Linked DNA regions of Mus musculus: region 2 is linked to region 1. Evidence: chromatin contacts called from public promoter capture Hi-C data. All regions are on one chromosome and are shown on one strand. The core of a region is the stretch at or near the end of the contact, and the rest is flanking DNA. Distances in the headings are between cores, read along the strand shown. Region 1 holds the start of Nos2 (nitric oxide synthase 2, inducible). Region 2 holds the start of Rab11fip4os2 (RAB11 family interacting protein 4 (class II), opposite strand 2).

What was found. Capture Hi-C pulls out chosen DNA fragments and counts their contacts.
Region 2: a contact with region 1 is called in a promoter capture Hi-C map of liver, with 4 times the contacts expected there. The contact joins the promoter of Rab11fip4os2 here to the promoter of Nos2 in region 1. A contact is called at or near these places in 2 of 39 promoter capture datasets (embryonic stem cells and pre-B cells), 1 of 15 datasets of contacts at CTCF or cohesin (large pre-B cells), 1 of 115 datasets of contacts at active chromatin or transcription factors (microglia) and 2 of 9 other capture datasets (liver and macrophages).

The regions. Positions count from the first base shown.
Region 1 is chr11:78,918,571-78,922,538 of GRCm38.p6, forward strand. It overlaps Nos2 (nitric oxide synthase 2, inducible), which reads left to right and starts at 2,217. Exons shown (of 27, transcript NM_010927.4): 1 at 2,217-2,425; 2 at 3,652-3,807. The coding sequence starts at 3,698. RefSeq lists a promoter at 665-2,419, enhancers at 919-931, 1,227-1,494, 2,024-2,044 and cis regulatory regions at 1,419-1,438, 2,047-2,213.
Region 2 is chr11:79,673,281-79,677,248 of GRCm38.p6, forward strand. Rab11fip4os2 (RAB11 family interacting protein 4 (class II), opposite strand 2) reads right to left here and starts at 1,806. Exons shown (of 3, transcript NR_045898.2): 1 at 1,773-1,806; 2 at 1,053-1,199. All of the region lies in intron 3 of Rab11fip4 (RAB11 family interacting protein 4 (class II)), which reads left to right.

The DNA.
Region 1 (3,968 bases), core at 967-3,466:
GAGTCAGAGGACACGGGCTAGTCTCTACAGGAAGGCAGCCCTAAGCACTGTTCTTTGGGTTGTGGGTGCTACACAAGCCTGGGTTTCTTGTGGAGGAACACTAACAGCACGGGACAAGGCCAGAGAGATGTCTCCCACCCCAGATGTGCGTGTCAGCCTAAGAGGACAGGCAGGGCACAGTGTTGAGGCAAGGATACTCCATACACATCCAGGAGCCTCACTGCTCATGACCCTAAGTCTCTTCTGTCACAATAGCAGATTTTTGGATATATTAAATAACAGAATTCAGCCAAGCACTCCAATGTAAAATAGATGAGACTCTGGAAGGTTCTATAGATGGAAAGTTATAGTCTCTATTTCATAGAGTTTGGGGGTTGATTTAAATAACTTGTTGCAGGCGTAGCTGTAATATTTGAAAGCATAAACAGGAACTAAGGGTTCCATTGTGACAAACTTTTAAACCTCACCGTAGTGTAGTTGCTCCTGTATGTATCCATCCCCTGAGCAATGTGGACAAAGCTCCTTCAGGACTAGGGCACCTCCATCACTCTGAACTTTAATCATCCCTTCTTTTTTTCTAGACTTTGCGCTCCCCATTAGACGGTCCGTCTTTCCCAAGTATTGGGTTTGGGGGGGGTGTTGCCTGGATAAAGACTAAAAGGAGGTTGACTTTGATATGCTGAAATCCATAAGCTGTGTGTGTGTGCAAGTGTGCATGCGCATGTGTGCACATGAGTGTGCAGGTATATGTAGGAGCTAGAAGACAATCTCAGCTCTTGTTTCCCAGGTTACCCAGCATCTCTCACCAGCCTGGAACCTGCCTAGTAGGCTAGGCTGGCTGGCCAGCAAACCCTAGGCATATTCCTGTCTTTACCTCCCCAGAACTTATTGCAAGTGTGTGTCACCACACCCAGCATTTTATCATTGACCTATTGACTGGTGTGTGTGTGTGTGTGTGTGTTTGTGTGTGTGTGTGTGTGTGTGTGTGTGTGTGTGTGTGTGTGTGTGTGTAAATTCCTTATCTCACCAACCCATGCCCAGCTTTTGAACTTAGGTCCTTGTACATGCAAGGCAAGCACTTTACCAACTGAGCCATCTCCCCAGCCCAATTACTTGATTTGTAATTCATTTATTCAATCAACAATTTATTTGTTCTCCCAACTATTGAGGCCACACACTTTTTGGGTGACTTAGTCTGTGTACCTCAGACAAGGGCAAAACACGAGGCTGAGCTGACTTTGGGGACCATGCGAAGATGAGTGGACCCTGGCAGGATGTGCTAGGGGGATTTTCCCTCTCTCTGTTTGTTCCTTTTCCCCTAACACTGTCAATATTTCACTTTCATAATGGAAAATTCCATGCCATGTGTGAATGCTTTATTGGAAGCATTGTAAGAAATTATAATTTATTCGTTTTTGTTTGTTTCTCAGAACAGGGTTTTTCTGTGTAGTGTTCCTGGCTTATCCTAGAACTTACTCTGTAGACCAGGCTAGCCCAAACTCAGGGATCAGCCTTTCTCTGTCTCCTGAATCCCGGGATTAAAGGCTTATGCCACCACACCCAGGTAGGACATTATAATCCTATATATAAGAAGTCACCCACACATACAAACACACACACACCACACACACACACACACACACACACACACACACAGAGAGAGAGAGAGAGAGAGAGAGGGAGAGAGAGAGAGAGAGAGAGAATGCCACTGAGAAAAAAAATAAAAAGGCTTCACTCAGCACAGCCCATCCACTATTCTGCCCAAGCTGACTTACTACTAGTGGGGAAATGCTGGTCAGACGGCATCTGTGCCCACAGCTTGCCTTCCATCCTTTCTAGAAAACCTCCTGATGAATGTGTCCTGGGCGTGTTGGAATATTGGCACCATCTAACCTCACTGAGAGAACAGACAGAAAGCCAGAGAGCTCCGTGCCCAGAACAAAATCCCTCAGCAGCTGCAAGCCAGGGTATGTGGTTTAGCTAAGAAAAGCCAGCCTCCCTCCCTAGTGAGTCCCAGTTTTGAAGTGACTACGTGCTGCCTAGGGGCCACTGCCTTGGACGGGCGACCAGGAAGAGATGGCCTTGCATGAGGATACACCACAGAGTGATGTAATCAAGCACACAGACTAGGAGTGTCCATCATGAATGAGCTAACTTGCACACCCAACTGGGGACTCTCCCTTTGGGAACAGTTATGCAAAATAGCTCTGCAGAGCCTGGAGGGGTATAAATACCTGATGGCTGCTGCCAGGGTCACAACTTTACAGGGAGTTGAAGACTGAGACTCTGGCCCCACGGGACACAGTGTCACTGGTTTGAAACTTCTCAGCCACCTTGGTGAAGGGACTGAGCTGTTAGAGACACTTCTGAGGCTCCTCACGCTTGGGTCTTGTTCACTCCACGGAGTAGCCTAGTCAACTGCAAGGTGAGTCTTGTGTTGGGGACAGCTGCTCTTAGGAGTGTCTTCCTGCTTGGGAAAGCCCAGAAAACCAGGCTTTCCCTTCTCCCCCCACCCCACCCCTCTTTTTGTGGCTGGACTGAAGCTGATATGGAAGGTGTAAGAAGCACACCCACAGAAGGGTCTGCCAGTTGAACAGGGCGTGTGGTCAGATTTCTTCTCTGCAAATGTTTACTGTGGTGATTACACTACAAAGGATAAACTTTCTAGAAAGCTCCGAATAGGCTGGGGGGGGTGGTGTTAATACATATAGCTTACTTTACTCATCTTTATGAGATGTGCCCTCTGCCCCACCCAGATCTGATAAGATGGTTATTATTAATCCCATTTTAGGAGTGAAGCAATGAGTTTCAGTTAACTAACTTGATTTAGATGAGTAACTAGAAAAACTCAGGGTAGGGTCCAGTTCATCGGGACTCTGAGTTTCACTGTTCCCCTTAGGTGGGTTCTTGTACCCCCCCCCCCCGTATCTTCCAAGTATATCTTTCCTCAGGGAGGGCACTCGCCAAGGAGAAGCCACATACTCTCAGGGCAGTTCCACTTTCTATTTCTTGTCTTTTTCGTAAAGGATATAATCTCAACTCTGGAGAGTTTAATGCTCTTTTATACAAATCATTGACTTCTTCTCAAGTAACAAAGAAGAAGAAGGAACATGTGACCTAGTGTCCTTGGCTCAGGATGCGTGATGACTCCCAAATCAAAGGAAAGGTGGCCAGGACTTGAGTGCTAGCCCCAAGTGCAGGTCCAGAGGGAAGGGTACTAATGACAAGTGCTTGCCCCTCTCTCTGGTCAGCAGGTGGCAGGAAGGGTCAGGCAGATGCACACACTCCTGTATTAGTGACCCCAGCTCCTGCCCACCTTGCTGGAGGCCATGGAGTAACTCCTGCCAAGAGAAACTGAATTGTCCTAAGGAAGCTTGTGGATGCTTGCTGTCCTTGGTAGGTGGCTATGTGGCATCCCAAGTTATCCCAAGTTTGGTTTGTTATGTGTCTTTGTAGAACTGGAGTCTGTCCCACAAGATTTCAACTCCAAATAAAACTGCCGAGTGCAAGCATGGAGAGAGAGCACTTCTGTGCTAGCCTTAGCTGGGCTCTGTCTCCATTCTCTGGGACACTAGCGCCCGCCCGTGAGAAGGCTCTGTTCTGTTAGGCTCTTCTTCAACCTCACCTCACAGCCTCCCTCCCCTTCCTCAGAGAACGGAGAACGTTGGATTTGGAGCAGAAGTGCAAAGTCTCAGACATGGCTTGCCCCTGGAAGTTTCTCTTCAAAGTCAAATCCTACCAAAGTGACCTGAAAGAGGAAAAGGACATTAACAACAACGTGAAGAAAACCCCTTGTGCTGTTCTCAGGTAAGCAACCTCTCTCCCACTTCCAGCTTTCTCCTCAGGGCTTCCAGGCCCCTGCTGCCTCTCTCTGTTCTGGGCCACCTAAGAGAGTCTGGTCTCCAAGGCCCTGCTTGTAATACTCTACTGGAGTCTGATGCACCTTCCTTGGTGTGGACAAGGAAGGC
Region 2 (3,968 bases), core at 556-3,055, 750 kb after region 1:
CTGCATGCTCACACAGGAGCAGCAGCCAGTCCCTTGGCAGCACCAAACAGGCCCTGGCCAACAATGTGGGCAACTTCTTTCTCTTCTCTGTCAGTAGGCCCTTGGTCAAAGGCACAGGAATCTCGGTCAAAGGTCTGCCTAGGTATTGATTGGTTTCCAGCTTGGGCACTGGCTGAGCCGCAGCCTTCTGGGCAGTTGGACATGCTTGTCAGTCAGAGCTGCGCTGCCCAGGTCTACCTCAGACCCTCCTTCTTGGTGCTGTACCTTACGCCAGCCCCTCTCTGTGGACTTGGCTCTTTAGATCCCTTAACACTGCTCATGCCTCCAGACCTTTTGGAACAGATCTCGGCTCTGCTCTGGGCTGTTTGATGTCTCCTTTCTAAGTTTTTCTGGGAGCTACAGTGTGCTATCTTCACCTAATCTCTGCCATTTCCTGTCAGCAGGTGGGAGTTAAGACCGGTGTGGGACCTGGGAGGCAGTTGAAGTTGGGATGAAAAGCTGTGTGGGCTTCCACAGGCAGTGGTTGGCTAGGTCTGTGTGCCCATGGTCTGTGTAAATAGCACTAGAGGCCTGAGAAATCCCGGCATGACTTGAAACCAAAGAGGAAGCATCTATTGTTGCTGCGGCGCCCTTCCCCCCTCCCCGGCCCTGTCCTCAGACGAGTTGCAACTGAGTTCCAACTGAGGTTAACATTGGAATATCTGCACAGAGATTGTCACCTGAGGGCTCCTGCTGAGGGGTTGTCTTGACCTAAGGTGAGACTCATCGGGGGTTCAGGAGTAGACTTGGAGCCCAGGGACCAAACCCTGCCCTGGCTGCCATTCTTGGCGTGGTGCAGGTGGGGTAGGTCTGGGAAGAAACATGGTAGTCTGTCCTGCCTTCTAAACCTTCGCCTCCTGCACCAAAATAGGAAGCCCAGGGCCATAGAGCTTCGATCTCACAGGTTAAGGCTACTCTCAGAGCAATGGAGATAGCAGAGTGACCAGTTCTCCTGTGGGTTCCCTTGGACTTGGAGGTAGGTCAAGGTTCTGGTCTTTTGCTTGGATGCTAACCTTAACTTGATCCCACCTTTGACCTTTGATTGGCACCAGGCAGCCACTGACAAGCATCCGGTCAGTGTGTGTATAGCAGGGTTGGCAGCCCCAGGGGAAGTCAGTTACTGTCAGGATTGCTTCACAGCCACCATGGTCGTCATGTCTCTGTGAAAAAAACAGCCAAGTATGGGGGGGTCATGAGGGTGTGTGTCACTGTAGGCAGTCCTAGCCCACCCTCTTTGAATTTGGGGTGTTGGGACCTGGAGCCCCTCCTCGAGGGGAGGTTCCTGCCACCCAAAGGAAAAACCCATCATGACCCTGGTCTGTTCCATGTCTCCAGGGTATTGACTGGCCACACACACAAGAGATTCCATTGTTGGCCTGTGCCCACTTACAGCCCCTTCCCTACAGTGGGGAGATCCACGTGTACCCACGGGTGCCTGGTTTTCAAGGGAAGCTGAGATGTGCCCGCCCAGGCTATTTTTACCCAGCCCTGTCCCCACAGAGCTGCGCTTTGGCTCCAAGTCACCGCCTGCGGAGTGGAGCCTGTTGCCAGAGCTGGGGGTGGATGAGCCCGCACCTCAGGGCCTCCTGGACTCCCTTCTCCAGGCAACATCTCATCTTAACACTTATTACAGGCTGTGACTAATGTGCAGGCAGACCTGCCAAGGCAGTGGGCATGAGAGGACCCTGGTGCAGGGAGGAAAACCTAACTTGGCCTCCTAGAGCTCAGCCTACCTCTCTGTCCACCCCAGTGTATCACCGAGGGGTCAGTCAGAGGGAAGCCTCCCCGGGCTTGGATAGAATTCGGAATGCTCAGGTGTGGCCCTGGAGACCGTCCCTTAACCTACTAATGACAGTAATCGCTCACGAAGCCCTTCCCATGCATTCTAAGAACAATTACTTAGAACAGTTGCCAGTTCACTGAACTCCAGTTATGGTTAGCTCAGCTGTGGAGGTGAGGGAACTGAGGCACTGGGTAGGGTAGTTCAGTAACCTACAGGCCACAGTGCTCATATGTAGTGGAGTGCGACTGGAACCCACTCTAGATCATGTCCCCAACGCCCACCATCTCTCTGTCATGTTTTCAGTGTCCTCAGACAGTGAGCCATTGTCCTTAATTAGATCCTCTGACAATCCTGGTCACGTGTATGCATCGAGGATGCTCAGAGATGAAACACCTCATCCAGCGGTCACGCCGCTGGACAGCGGCCACAACAAACTCTTAGATCAGTGAGTCAGTGAGTGGTTCTCAAGCTGTGGGTCGCAACCTCCTGGGTTTCCAAACGACCCTTCCACGGGGGCCACCTAAGGCCATCAGAAATGACAGACGCTTGCATTTTGATCCATAACAGTAGCAAGATTACAGTTCTGAAGTAGCAACAAAATCACCTTATGGTTGGGGGTTGCTACAGCATGAGGAACTGCGTTTTAAACGGTTTTAAGCGTCAGGAGGACTGAGAAACACTGCCTTAGATGCTCCTTGGATGGTCGTCCAGGTCCTGTGGCGCAGTGCAGTTTGATTCAGGCCGTGCTCAGTCATGCGCTCCTGGAGTGCTAGCTGCTGAGGGTCAGGATGTAGACCTCCCTGTGGCCACCACTTCACCCTCTCTGCCCTTGTAGGGAATGGAAATACGTAGCCACTCTGTACCGCCTGTGTTCTCTGTTCATCTTTGTTTCGCTGCCAGGAAACCTAGGGTGTGTGACCTTGAGATTCCCCCTCTGCCACCCCCACCCCCCTAGGTGGATGAGGGTAAATACCAAATGAAGCTGTTTGGTTTGGGTCCTGCTGTACCTCCTGCCTGCACAGCGGGGACAGTGGGCCCTTGTGAGCCTCTCTGAGGCTTGGACAGCCCAGCACGTGTACTGATACTGGGTCTTTTCAGCAGCCCTTGAATTCAGCCCTTTCCAACTTCTTACAGAGGAAAGGGTGACCGTGGGACCTTCTGACGGGGGAACACAGCTCTTAGAGAGGCTGAAGAGGGGCTGCCTGGGCAGCCTGTGTGCCTTCTGGCAACCACTTCCAGTTAGAGCCGGCTTTGTTCATCCCTAGATGAGAAGACTAAGTGGAAACATGGAGGTGGGGGCACTCCGGGGATGTAGCTGGGTCCTATTTCCTGGGACTTGGGCTCAGTACTGTCTCCAGTAATCCCTGTCCTTGGAATTATTCCCCAGGCCCAACCATATATATCTGTCAGGCTCTTGCTAGCTGACCAGCCAAGGACCTATGGCAGGTGAGACAACCTGGTCCCTGAGCAGACAGCCTCCAGTCTCTCTCCACGCCAGGTCTGACTTCTTTAAGCTTTCATAGCTGCCAACTGGTACTTGTCATGCAGCCTCTCAGGCAAAAATGACAGTCCCTGCTCTCTAGGGGAAATCCCAGGGCCTTGTGGAGGTAGAGTCTTGTCCAGGAACACAGGACTTAATGAGCAGCTGAGTCTACCAGGACTAACTGCCAGGCTCCAGAGCTGTGCCCTCCAGCAGTCCTAGCCACAGAGGTCCCCTGGGTTTACACAGGGGCACACTATATCTACTTTATCTTCCATCACCCCGTGGACCCCAAGGTTGGGGAAGAAGGTGTCCCTGAGTTTGGACACAAGCAAGCCAGGGTGGCTCATGGGAGTATAGTCCCTGTGGCCCAGAAGGACAAGAACTCTGTATGTAGCGCGCACCTCTGCGCCCTCAGGGACAGAGCCCTGGGAGGCTAGATGGGGCCACAAAGAGCCATACTGCCTGCTGAGGATACTGCCTTCCTGAAGCTTCCTTAAAGACCAGCCGTAGCCTTTCTGTGCAGACTCTGAGGAGGCCTCTGTAAGCTCCTGGCTTGGACCTGTGTACTCAATGCCAGGGCAACTGCGTGATGACCTCCCCTTCTCCCTGTGCACGCAGACACACACACGCGCACACACACACACACACACACACACACCACAG